Regions from separate parts of the Sus scrofa genome. Here region 1 is linked to region 2. The links are chromatin contacts, called in public Hi-C maps. All regions are on one chromosome and are shown on one strand. The core of a region is the stretch at or near the end of the contact, and the rest is flanking DNA. Distances in the headings are between cores, read along the strand shown.

Region 1 (5,936 bases), core at 2,353-4,852, 44 kb after region 2:
TTCCTAGAATTAATTTTGTCTGTCCAGAATGGTTTCTGGGTGAGCCTTCCCAGAAGCAGGGGGATGCTCTTTGTGACACCCGGGATCTCCCTCCAGTGGGAAAAATTAGATTTCATAGACCACTTACTGATATTAGGTGCTATGCATACACTCTGCTCCCTTGAGTTCCAAATTCTTCCTCCCTTCACCCAAATAGTTTGGTTTGAAATGTAAACACACATGCAGGGACTGGCAAAGGAAGCTAATCAAATGAGAAAGACACAGACAGAGGGGAAAAAGAATGATACACTTTGTTCTAGGTTTCGATTCTAAATCTGGCTGGAGGTGCGAAGGGCTGGCAGCTTGCTGGTCGTGGTATCAGTGGGAGCAGGCGGCTCCCTCCTGCCTCAGGGCATCAGGCCAGCGGCTGCTGCACTCTTAGGAGCCTGAGGGAGAGTGGGTGGCATTCGGGAGCCAAGAGAGATGCGCTAGGCAGAGGGACAGGAGCCACAGGATGCTCCCCAAGGTGGCTGACACCCCTCCACCCCCCCCCAGCCCACCGTGTCTTTCAAGCCAAATTCCATGTTTTCCACCCAAATTCGGCCATCTGCATTTAGCTGGTTCTGCAAACTGAATAGGTATGAAAGTAAAACTGTCAGTTGTGCAAAACCCCTTGCCTCCACCCTGACTTTTCCGTCTCCTCATCAGTTCAGTCTCCAGTTATACACGTGGGTCATCTCAGCTATTCGGGTCCAATAAGTTCTTCCAACTCTCTCGTCAGCATGTCCCTCTTCTTCCCCCTCCCACTGTCATCTTCCAAGTCCAGGTGCTTGGCTCCATTCACTGCTGCAGGCTCCTGGCCCATTTCTTTCATCCCCGCAACCCATCTCACCTTTATCCCACTCTCAGAATCTTCCCAAAGCACTGCCTGGATCTTGCTAAAAATTTTTTCAAAGGCTCCCCCTGCCTCTAAGGGGTAAGGTCTGGTCCATGCTACTTTTTCAGCTTTATCTCCCTCTCCAGCCCAACACATTTCCTCTGGCCCAACCAGACTTGTCTCTTAGAGTGGCACACACTTCACGGCCTACGAGTTGGCACCCCAGGACTGTAGCGCTCACTATTCCCCCACACCAGGACAGCTCCTTCTGTCTCTCCGGCACCTCCTTCTGCTCGGTCCAACAGGGAGGGAGAAGGAAACACGCAACAGCACGCAACAGGAGTACCAAGCAAGGAAGAGAACCCTTTCCTGCTGAAGGTCAAATGTCCGTCTCTGGCTTCCGAAGCCAACACGTGGCACTTCCAACTCCGCGCCCTACACCTAGGTTCCAGGCTCTGCAAACCATCACATACGATTTTCCATCTACAACTCCCCCATCCCGGCAGCCAAATTAAAGTCAGCTTTCACAAGTGCCCATATTGCAAGTCACCCTCCAAAGAGGGCGGAGGTGTGGACTTCAGGGGTGACCATGGATCTCTGACCGAGGAGGTGGACAAGGAGAGGGGACGTTACCCTAAGCCCTTCCCCCACCCCCCCAGCCCCTACGGAAATTCCCGAGCATAAAGAGAATGTCCCAGGCTTTCAACACGGACTCCATGGTATAAAGCCGGCTCTGGTGAAGAGGAGTTGGGAGGAAGAAGGAGGCAAGCATCTCTCAGAAGAGCCCGCCACGTCCTCCTGCAACCTGGAGGGCAGTGGAGAGCGGTCCCGCTCGGGCCCAGGGATGCGCTAAGCCACGCCCCTACGCTGCGTCACCGGCTCCGGAGCGCAGAGCTGGGGAAGCCCACGCAAGCGGAGAGACTGACTGCGGGAGGGCTGGAAGGAAGGGGGGGGGGATTTAACGCTCACATACCTGATCAAACAGGACTTTCCAGTGCTGGTAGAGAGGGAGGCCATGCAGGAGAGGAGGAAGAGGAGAGAGAAAGAAAGAAACACACTTATCAGCAAGGCTTCTGTAGCCCCCTGCTGTTTCTGACCTAGCCTCCCAGCTGCTGCCCAGGCTCAGGGTCCACCAAGAGACCAGGGAAAATCTGGTAATAGCTTCCCAAGTGAGTCTACACATAGCAAAGGGGGTGGGGAGAGGGAGAGTGTCCCTCATTCTGGGACAGGCAAGAGGAGGGATGAGCAGAGCAAGGGTGATTCTCAACAATTACTAAGTAAAAGCATCCGACTCTGTCCAAGGGCTTCTAATAACTTCTGCTGCCTGAAGCTTATCTCCGTGTCTACTCCCAGGCCCAGGAATGCACGCCCCGGTGCAATTCCATCAGACCTGCTGTTGCCATCCCCCCCCTGCTAGGGGCCAGAGATTTCTCAGGAAAACCCACCCCTTCATAGGCGCTAACATTTTGCCTGTACTTTGGGAGATGGGGGCTCCGACATGCACTGAAACCCACCCAGTCTCTTTCAAGGCTGAGTCTAAGTGATGAGTCCATGAGATTCTGCCAGGCCATTGGGGCCAGACGCCAGTGAGGGGTTTAAGCACAAGAGGCGAAGGGGATACAACCCCATTCAGATTTTCGGGCTAAGGTCTGGTAGGTTGGGGGCCTGGCTTCACTTGCGTGTCCCCACCCTGAGAGGGAAGGGGCAGGGCAGAGCGTCTGCTCAGTTTTTCTGCTCTGTTAGCAGGTTAACCTCGCGAGGGAGAAGCTTAAGAAACTCCAGTTCCCAGGACTCCCCAGTGCCGGCTCTGCCGAGGGCTCGCAGGACCAGAGGGAGGGAGACTCAAGCAGCAGATGGCAGGGAAGCCCCCTGGGGCGGCCCCTCCCGATCCTCGCCCGGGGGACTGTCGCTGGCACGGACGCGGTCTTGGACTCCTGAGACCCCCTCTGGGAGCAAAAGCGCTCCCAACACTCCTCTCCCTCCGCCGGCCGGCCGGGCTCAGGGACCGGGGTCAGCTTGAATTTCAATCAGCGTCGCGACAAGGCAGGTGCCGGCTGCGGGCTAATCTGGGAGCTGAGGTGGGGGTCGCCAGACCGGTCTGGGCTGCAGGGTTCCGGGGACTCTGGGGCGCCCGCTTCTTCCCCAGGCTCCGAGAGCCCGCAGGTCGCGAGTGGGAGAGGAGGGGAGTCACTGCTGTGACGCGGCCGCCTCTGCGGGAAAACGCCGTGTCCCGGGCACTGCACCAGCCGCGGGGAGGGGGCTCCGGCGGCCGACGAGTCCCCTGCGCAGTGGCGGGCGCTGCGTTCCGCAGGGAAGCCCCGGGAGCCCGAGCGGGGGGTGGCGCGCGCGCGTTTCGGGGAGACCAGTCCCTCCGCCCCTTTCCGCCCGCGGGGACCCGGCCAATCCGGGGCGCTCCCGCGTCACCTTGAAACCTCCCAATTGCCCCGCGGGGGGCGAACGGAGGGCAGCTCTCCCCTTAGCGCCCCCCAGAAAGTTTGCCCGGGCTGGGGAGGGGGTACTCACGTCCTCCGGCGCCGCCGGCGGCCGCTCCTCGGCCTCGGGTTCCAGCTCCTCGATGCGCTCCGCCTCAGCGCAGGCGGCCACTGCGGGGCCCGGGCTGGGGTGCTCGCCCATGCCGAGGCGGCTCCGGGGCCGGCCGCGGCTGCGGGGCTCGTCCCGGGGCGCCGGGCTAACTTTGCGCCGCGGTCGCAGCGCCGCTCCGAGGACTCTGCGAGCGCCGGGCCGCCTCCGCGCCCGCCCCCATGGCCCCGGCCCCCGCGCCGCCGCCTCGCGACCCCGGGATGCCCGGCCCTCCGCCGCAAACTTCTCGGCGCCCCCGGCCCCGCGGCCCCGCGGGCCTCGGCCTCCGTCCCGGCCCCTTCGCCCGGCTCCGAGGCGAGGGCGCCCTTGGGCCGGGCGGGCCCCGCAGCTCCCCGCGCTCCCTGCCCGCTTCCTGCGGCCCCCACTCTGCGCCGGAGTCTCCTCCTCCCCGCGGACTCCTCGGGAGCGGCGCGCGGGCGGGGGCGGGGCTGCTCCCTGGGACCGCCGCCCCCCACCCCCCACCCCCCACCCCCGGGCGCCACCACCCGGGCCAAACCGGTCAGAGCGCCGCGGCCCGGGGAGGAGGCGAGCTGCGGCGGGCTTGGCGGGGAAGTGGCTGCACCGCCCGGGGCGGGGATGGGGCTGCGCGGTCCCCCGCCCCATCACACCTGCCTCCACCCCAGGTCCGGGTCTGTCTCTCCGCACGCCGCCGAGGGTGCAGTGTCCACTTGCCGAGACCCACCGGCTTAATGATGACTCGGAGGCCGCAGACGCGTGAAGGAGGCAGGGATGAGGTTTTCATTAAGTTGGCAACGTCGGGGTTAACCGGGAGTGCACTGGGGGCGGGATGCTGGGAGGACAGGATCCCTCGACCATCCTTGCGTCTCCTTTCACTTCGGTCTCAGACCCTGGGCGGTCCAGGCCGACGCAGTATTTTCGGGATGGGAGAAGTCAGATAGGGGAGTCCAGACCCCAAACCTTCAATCTTTCCTCCCTACACCCAAGAGTTATGTGCTCTGGCTGCATTGGACCGGGGTGAGAAAGTTAAGACCAGAGAAGTGTCCCAAATGGGAGAGGGGAGGTCAAGAAACTACAGCAAGTGGGAATCAAGTTAGAGCAGAGGAAGAGGGGATCTTTTAAAGAAAGAAAAAAAAAAAATGGTACTCTTTCCTTGCAGGGAAGACCTCCCAGGAGAGATTGCTTCCCTTAAGCAGAGACTCTGCCTTTGAACGGTGCCAGTGGCAGGCTGGGACAGGTGCCCGGCTTCCTTGGGGAGCTCAGGGATTCATCTCTGGTGATGTCCCACAGTCCGTCCCCAGCCCACACCAAGGCTGCTTCTACTCCTCTTACCTCCACCCACTCACCCACTGGCCTTTGCTCCTCTCTCCCTCTCAGAAATGATGTGCTTTTTCAATAGTGAAAGTTGCAATTAATGCTCTCATTTCCATAAGGCAAACACATAACCCGGCCCCAGGATCCAACCTGTGACCAATCTCCACCGACAAGGACTGCTCCCCACCCGACTCTCCTGCTTCCCCACAGAGAAGGAAATTAACTCCATTCTAATTAGGTGAGTTTGCTACAGACACCAATTTTCATCTCGGTTTCAGAAAGTGTGATCGTTCCAACTATTTTTGTTTCTCACCACCCTCCCCCCATCCCTACTCTACTAACAAGTCAAGATCCTGCCAAGATTTCCTTGTAAATAAAACTGTCTGCCCATGGTGTGATTTTGAAAACAGCCTTCAGGGGACAGAAGAGAGGCTGACTGAATCCTTTGTGGAAAGAAGCCCAGAAGGACAAGGGGGTGGCTGGGAGCTCTGAGGTCAGTGTCCCTGCCTCCCCCAAGCCGCTGATAACGTTTACAGGATCTGCACGGGTACCGGCTGTGTTACACTTAGATCTTTGGGGCTGGAAAGATGGGCCAAGAAGTGGGAGGTTCCAGGGCAGGGGGGGAAAGAGAAGAGTTCAAAGAGGGCTTGGCCCCCCCGTGGGATGCGCAGTGGGCAGTGCAGAATCCAGTGGGAAGCCCCCCAGCTGCCCACTGGATTCTGCCTTTCTCCAGCCCAGGGACAGCTTTTATCAACCTACCCAACTCTGTCATCCCCTCCAGTGGAAGGGACCCCAGCAGGCTCAGTTCGGTTCACTGAACATTTCTTGAGCTCCTACTAAGTGCAGTTACACAGCTTTGAGAAGACAGACCCTGACCTCTAGAAACTGCTTAATTGGGGATAACAGCCAGGGAAGTCTAGGGGGTACAGAAACCGAAAGGAGGGGGTTCCTGGGGTCCAAGAAGCCTTCCTAAAGGATATGCCCCAGAACCAGGCAAAGTAGGAAAGCTGGCGGGGAGGCATTCCAGGCAGAGGGAACAGCATGGGTAGAAGTTGGGCTTGGGAAGCAGTATGGCTTGGGAGGGAACTGTGAGCCGTCTGCCATGGCTGGAAATTGGAGTAAGGTGCCCAGTGTAAAGAACCCAGCCTGGCAGAGGGGTTGGAAGGGCCATGAGTGTCTGGAGAAAGGGGCTTAGATTTTACCCTGA
Region 2 (6,231 bases), core at 2,684-5,183:
CATGGGAAGTGACTACTGTCACCACTGCGCAGTCCTGCTTGGAAGCGATGGCCGGGAGAGGTGGAGGGGCGTCAAGCGCAACAAGGAACTTGGGGGCTGCTCTTGGACAGGGAGCAGCAGGGGCTGGTGGCCTGAGATGTAGAGGAGGCTCCCTCAGCGTGTCCCAGACCTCACAAGGCAGACTTCATAGGATGGGAGACGGGACCTCGGCCTCAGGAAGTCCTTCCCGGTCACAGGCTTCCAGCTGAAGCCCTGAGGGAACTGGGTGCTTCTCCAAGGGCTTTCTAGAATCTTCTGGTTCCCAGTCTTCTCGCCCCTGAGAGAGGAAGGCTGCCCGGGCGAAAGCAGAGGTGGGTCTCTGCTCCCTCCACCCACATCCAGAACTCTCAGGCCAGGAGAGGGATCTAGAGGGAAAGCCCTGCCTCTCAGCAGGGCACCTGCCACCTCTGTCCCACCGGGAAGGGACAGCACCACTCAGGGTTAGCAGAGGTGGCAGTCCATGGCGAGACCCCCTTCTCCATCCTCACCCAAGTCTTTTGGGCCCCCGTTATCGTTCAGAGTCTCCTAAGAAGCTAACTCTTCCAGCTGCCCCTGTCTCTCAGCAGGCAGAGGGTGGCTGGCAGGGCACAGACTGGGGCAGCTCAGCCAAAGACCTCGGCCCAGTCCCGGGGGCGGGCAGCGCTCAGCACAACATGGGCTCAAGTGCAGCGTGACCTCGGAGCCTTATGTGGGGCCCAGGACAATCTATTCATTGCTGGGCAAAGCCATGAAGGGGTTGGCATAGCCTGAGGCTGAGCTGGGGTAGGAAGACACTGCCCATCACAGGTGATCACTGGGGACAGGAAGCCACAGTGGCCTAAGACCCCCGAATGCCTGGCCTGGCTGACCCTGGACCTTGCTTCATGTAAGGGCATGCAGCTGCCCTGTTCCTGCGCAAACTCAGCCTCCTGGGCTGTCTGTGGTTAGGAGATCCTGGAGCCGTATAAAGGGAATGGGATGGTTTATCAAAGGTCGCCCCCAACCCTCCGGTTGGGGTCTGCACCAGCTCCTGCAGGGGGTCACCCCTCAGCCTCATTTTGCCACTTGGGTGACGGGTGGGGATGGATTTGACCATCTCCATCTCCCTCCTGCTCTGAGCATCTGAGTCCCTGGGCCGCCCTCACCGCTAACACTCACCCAAGCACCCAGCAATTCTTCTCCAGAAGCAGTTTCCCGTCTGAATGGGGATCCTTTTACTGCAGCCTCCTGTGCCCCAACTCAAAAAGAGCTCTGGCCTCAACATTCCTGCCCCTGCCTCTCCTGCACCCTCAAGGCTCCTTCCTCCTAAGGGAGACAGAACAGAACCTTTTCTGATAGGAAGGCTATTCTAGATGGGAATCAGAGCAGAACGTGGTAAAGGCAAAGAAAACCTCAGCATCCTGAAGCTCCTGGAAGGGCCCGAGGTCCCCCTCCACCTCCAGGTCTCCCCCAGGTTGGTGATTCTAGGGAGGCACCGGGAGGGACGACGGGGATGGGAAAGAAGGGGGCAAGCTTCGCTAACAGCAAGGATCCGCAGGAAGCACACCCTCCCCCTCTCAGCACCCTCCTCCCTCCCACGCAGACTCCCCCACCCCCACTGCCCGTCGCGGCTTCCTCCGCAGCCTCTCCCATCACACATGCAATCACCCGCCAAACCACACACAAGCATGCGCGCGTCAGAGCACCGTCTCTGTGAGCACAGGCGAGGCACGTGGTGGGGTCAGGGCAGTGGAAGGGAAGGAAAAGACCCAGCTCATGAGGGCACGGATGCTGGCGCACTGGTGGGAGATGTCAGCCTCGGGGAGAAGTCCAAAGTTGATGCCCTTCCCCAGGGTGCAACGCGGGATGAAGCTCATTCCCTCCGCTCTCTGAGCAGCCCCAGAATCTCCCTCCTCTGCCCACCCCAGGCAAAAAAGGCCACATCCCCATGCCCACCAACCTGCGTGGGAGGGCCCCCTGGACCGCCTAGGCCCAAGTCACATCTTCCATCACCAGACCCCCTTCCCCTCCAGAGCTCCACAGGGGATGTTTCCTGGCCCGCAGGGATCTCAGGGCTGGACAAGGGCCTGCCTGGCTCCTACACTCAGGTTTCTCACGGCGGCAGATGAGGGCAGAGGGTGCTGCCCAACTGGTGACAAGGGGGGCCCCCTGAACACATAGGACACGCCCAGCCACTCTCACCTCACCCCAGGCCTTTGTCCTGGTCTGACATCTTCGGAATAGTCTAGAAAGACTAAGGAAGCCACATCCACCTCCCCCGACAGGTGCCTTTCAGGAAAATGCCTCCACTGTCTCTGCTCAAACCTGAACACAAATATCACAGCGGCCCAGCGTCTCTCGTCTCCTCCTCCGCGGCCTCACTGAGCTGGTGATGAGAAAAGAACACAGCTGCTCCTCGCCGATGCTGCTGCTCCCTCTCTGCCCTGACCAGAGTCCTTCAGGGTCTTAGGGGGGTGGTGGCAGCTTTAGGTCCAGCAGGGTGTAGGCAAAGATGTTCCAGAAGACAGCGAACAGCACAAAGACGGTGTACATGGCCACGAAAATCCACCACAGCGACTGGTCCTGCAGCCTCTGCTCATAGTTCCTCAGGACCACCACGCCCAGGGTGATGCCCACGGCCACGCCGCCCAGGTGTGCCACGAAGCTCGGGTGAGGGCAGGGGGGGTAGGCTGATGGGTGGAAGCGCAGCCACACGGCCCGCCCAAACTCCATGCTCACTGCCAAGGGGAAGCACAGAGAAGTCTCGGGAGGGCTGCAGGGCAGGGCCGAGAGGGGGGCCTTGCATTTCAGCAGGACAGCCACCCACCCGGCCATCCACCCACAGATTCATTCACTGCCCAGCGGGCCAAGCCCCATCTGCTCCCTGCCCATCTGCTCTTGTGATGACCACAGACAAACCTCCGTTCTCCCAGAGCTTACGGGGTATGGAGGTCGACCAGCGTGCAACGACATACATAACGTAATTTTAGTAAAAGAACTTCTATGGGGAAAAAAATAGGTGATTAAAAATCAATGCCAAGTTTAAGGAGGGGATTCTTTTTTTTTTTTTTTTTTTTTTTTTTTGGCTGCAGCTGTGGCATGTGGAAGTTCCTGGGCCAGGGACTGAACCTGCGAAACAGCAGCGACCTGAGCCACTGCAGTGACAATACTGTATATTTAACCTGCCGAACCACGAGGGAACTCCAGGAGCGGGATTCTTTAGTTGGGGGAATCAGGCCAGATCTTCGGAGAGGAGTAACATTTGACTATCAAGAGAAGGCCATAAGAAGAACGGTCCAGGCGGAGGGGACAGCTCCATGCAGAAGCCCAAAGGGCCTTGCACCCCTGTAGTCCTGCGTCCTGGAGGCTCAGCATCCCCATCTGAATAAATTCATGGCCTCTATGCACCTGCCTGCACTGCTGGAACATCACTCACAACCTCAATAGGGGCTAGCACTTAACAGTTTGTGAAGTGTCTTCATGTACTAGCTCCAAACCCTTAGAGAACCTTCAGAACCAGTGTTTGTGTGGTTGGGAGGAAGGGCGAGAAGGGCAAAGAAGGAATGGAAATAAACCTCAACAGAGTTCTGGAATTGAATCTTAACAGATTCTAAAATGCCCCCATCCACCCTGCTTGCATGACCCTCCCGGGTGGTCCAATCCAATGGGGAAATACTCTCTGGACAGGTGCTGGGAAATAAGCGCCACTTCTCTACCGACCACCCAAAGAACACCAAGGGCTGGTATTCATATCCCCATCTGACATACTGAAAGTCTTGGAGGGCAATTTTGTACTTACGCAGTGAATTAACCAGAGTGCCTCTCCCCACCCTAACCCCTCCTGAGAGGCCAAAGATGGTCTTTCCCCAGGGAATTGCCCAGCCTCTGGCCAGGGCCCTGCAACTCCAGGGATGGCCAATAGATGGCGGAAAAGGAGCGGCCAGGGACACACACCATACGCCGCCTCTCCAGGCCCTGGGGTCCACAAGGGAGATTTGAAAGGCAGTGGTCCCTGTTCCAAAACAGCATTTTAGTTCTTATGAAGCTTGGAGCTGGATTCTTTCAAACAGCAAGACTCGTGATTCGGTTCCCTTCCTTGCAAACAAACTCAGTCTGAGCAGACAAGGAAGATACATTCTCCCTCTGCTCCCAGCCCCTCTCCTCCATGGCCCCCCACTACCCAGGCTCAAAGATTCTGTGAGTTTTAGGGCTAGTAGGTCCTCTCTGGGATTAGAGATGCTCCAACCCCATCCAGGAAGTAGGCCACAGGGCCCTGAAAGCCAGGGGGTATAAGGGATGGGAAAGTGGACTTAAGTGGAGCCCACCCAGGCCCCTCCTCCCTCTCTCTTTTGTTCTGGCTCAGTCTTCCTCTTCCTCACGTCGCAGGGGGCTGACCCAGGCAGGGAGAGTCCAGGAGCTCCTGCCCGGCCCTGGGCCCTGGCTGGCCCCGAATTCTGGCTCTACCACCACTAGGGGGCGGATCCCAGGCAAGGAACGTCACCCTCTGAGCCTGTATATTAAGCCTGACAATCATCTGCTCTTCATAGCCCTGTTGTGGGGCCTGCACAGGAGTCTGTGTGTCCCCTCTTCTCTCTTCTATTCAGACTCATCTCTTTCCATCTCAGAATGAGCCTCTTGGCTTTTATCGCTCACACTCAACTCCCTCTCCATACTGTAGCCTGACTAGTCACTCAAACACCATCAAAACTGTCAGCATCTCCCTAGTGTAAAGCCCTCCAGCGGCCTCCCAGTGCATTCAGGAGAAAGCCCAACTCCTCTCTTTGCAGTTCCATCCACATGATCAAATCCGCATCCTCGTGGACACTGCTAGGATTCGTTTCTACTGCGCCACAATGGGAACTCCCAAAAAAGGTTATTTTTCTTGCTTTGACCATTGAGTTGGACATTTAGGCTTATGTGCACCTTTCTGTTTGCAGTATTATGTCAGTGAATGGTTGAAGAACGGTCAGGAAGCAGCACTGTAGGCCAGACTCTCTCATAACATCCCCACTTTCTTGCACATCGTGGCTATCTCACCCATTTCTTCTGGACCACAAGCCCCTTGAAGGGTAGGGACTGTGCCATCTCTACATCTCCCAGGCCTGACACCCAGCTCCCTTTCCCCAACCCGCCCCGCCCGCACTTACTACAGATCAAGGCCACAGCCATCCGCAGCAGCTTGAATTGACACTTCATGCCTGACCAGTTCTAGGGAAAAAGGAGAGAGTTCCATTAGTTTCTGATCAGACCACTCCTCTGCAGATGTATGAAAAAAACCACCTCCATGAAATCCTGAATGAGGCGGTCATGGCTTAGTCCCAGATCACAGCAGCATGGCTTTGAGATTTGAGGCAATGGCAAGTTTACTACTGTCATAAAAGCTCTTGAACTACATTCAAGAGGAAAAGACGCTAGATCCCGGGAGATGAGAGTCCCTCTTCTTGGCGCACACAGACACCTGACAGTCCCATGGCTGTAAAGGGATGCAGGAGAGCAAAGCCAGCCAAGTCCAAGCAGAACTATCAGGATGATAAAAGAACTCAAAACCCTGCATCTGAGGAACAAACGAAGAGAAGGCTCAGGGGTCAAGTTCACTGCCAAGTATCAAATGAGTCAGTGCAAGGAAAGGGCACACTCAGTGTAACATGTAAGCGGAAGTCTCAATGGATGAGCATCTCGGAGAGAGTTTTTTTTTTAAGCTTGAGGTAAGCTTCCAGGAGTTCCCACTGTGGCTCAGAGGATTGAGAATTTGACTAGTATCCATGAGGATAAGGGTTCAATCCCTGGCCTTGCTCCGTGGGTTAAGGATGCAGTGTCGCCATGAGCTGTGGTGTAGGTTGCAGATGGAGCTCAGATCCCACGTAGCCGTGGCTGTGGTGCAGGCTGCCAGCTACAGCTCCGACTCAACCCTTATCTGGGAACTTCCGTATGCTGTGGTGTGACCTGAAACATCAAAAAACAAAAAAAACAGATAATCTTCCATTTGTTTTTTTTTTTTTGGCTGCAATGTGCAGCAGCTTGATGTGGGGTCTCAGTTTCCAGGGCAGGATTGAACCCGGGCCACAGTGGTGAAAGTGCTGAGTCCTAACCACCCGACCACCAGGGAACTCCCCTAAGCATCCATTTCTAATAAGCAGAGCTGTCCAAAGGCAGAATGATCCATGTGGAGGGACGGTGAGTTTCCCATCATTGAAGGGTTCAAACAGGGGCTTCGCATCCCTCAGAGGGGATGCT

Evidence for each region. Hi-C and Micro-C count contacts between places; a contact is called where the count stands out from the background.
Region 1: a contact with region 2 is called in a Hi-C map of skeletal muscle, with 4 times the contacts expected there. The contact joins the promoter of RHBDL3 here to the enhancer-like site in region 2. A contact is called at or near these places in 1 of 5 promoter capture datasets (liver), 25 of 47 Hi-C or Micro-C datasets (adipocytes, adipose tissue, alveolar macrophages and 14 more) and 1 of 2 datasets of contacts at active chromatin or transcription factors (skeletal muscle).

What each region holds. Positions count from the first base shown.
Region 1 is chr12:42,672,710-42,678,645 of Sscrofa11.1, forward strand. RHBDL3 (rhomboid-related protein 3) reads right to left here and starts at 3,603. Exons shown (of 8, transcript XM_021067455.1): 1 at 3,380-3,603. The coding sequence starts at 3,490. LOC106507967 (a long non-coding RNA gene) reads left to right here and starts at 4,006. Exons shown (of 2, transcript XR_002337259.1): 1 at 4,006-4,967.
Region 2 is chr12:42,628,243-42,634,473 of Sscrofa11.1, forward strand. It overlaps RHBDL3 (rhomboid-related protein 3), which reads right to left. Exons shown (of 8, transcript XM_021067455.1): 7 at 5,145-5,205; 8 at 1-2,735. The coding sequence ends at 2,464. Among named protein-coding and RNA genes, the nearest start is that of C12H17orf75, 19 kb to the left of the region's middle. Within about 2 kb of position 3,934, at least 20 of the 83 cell types and tissues checked have an H3K27ac peak or open chromatin away from gene starts, as enhancers often do. A contact at or near this core is called in adipose tissue, alveolar macrophages, mesenteric adipose tissue and 3 more, where this site is marked.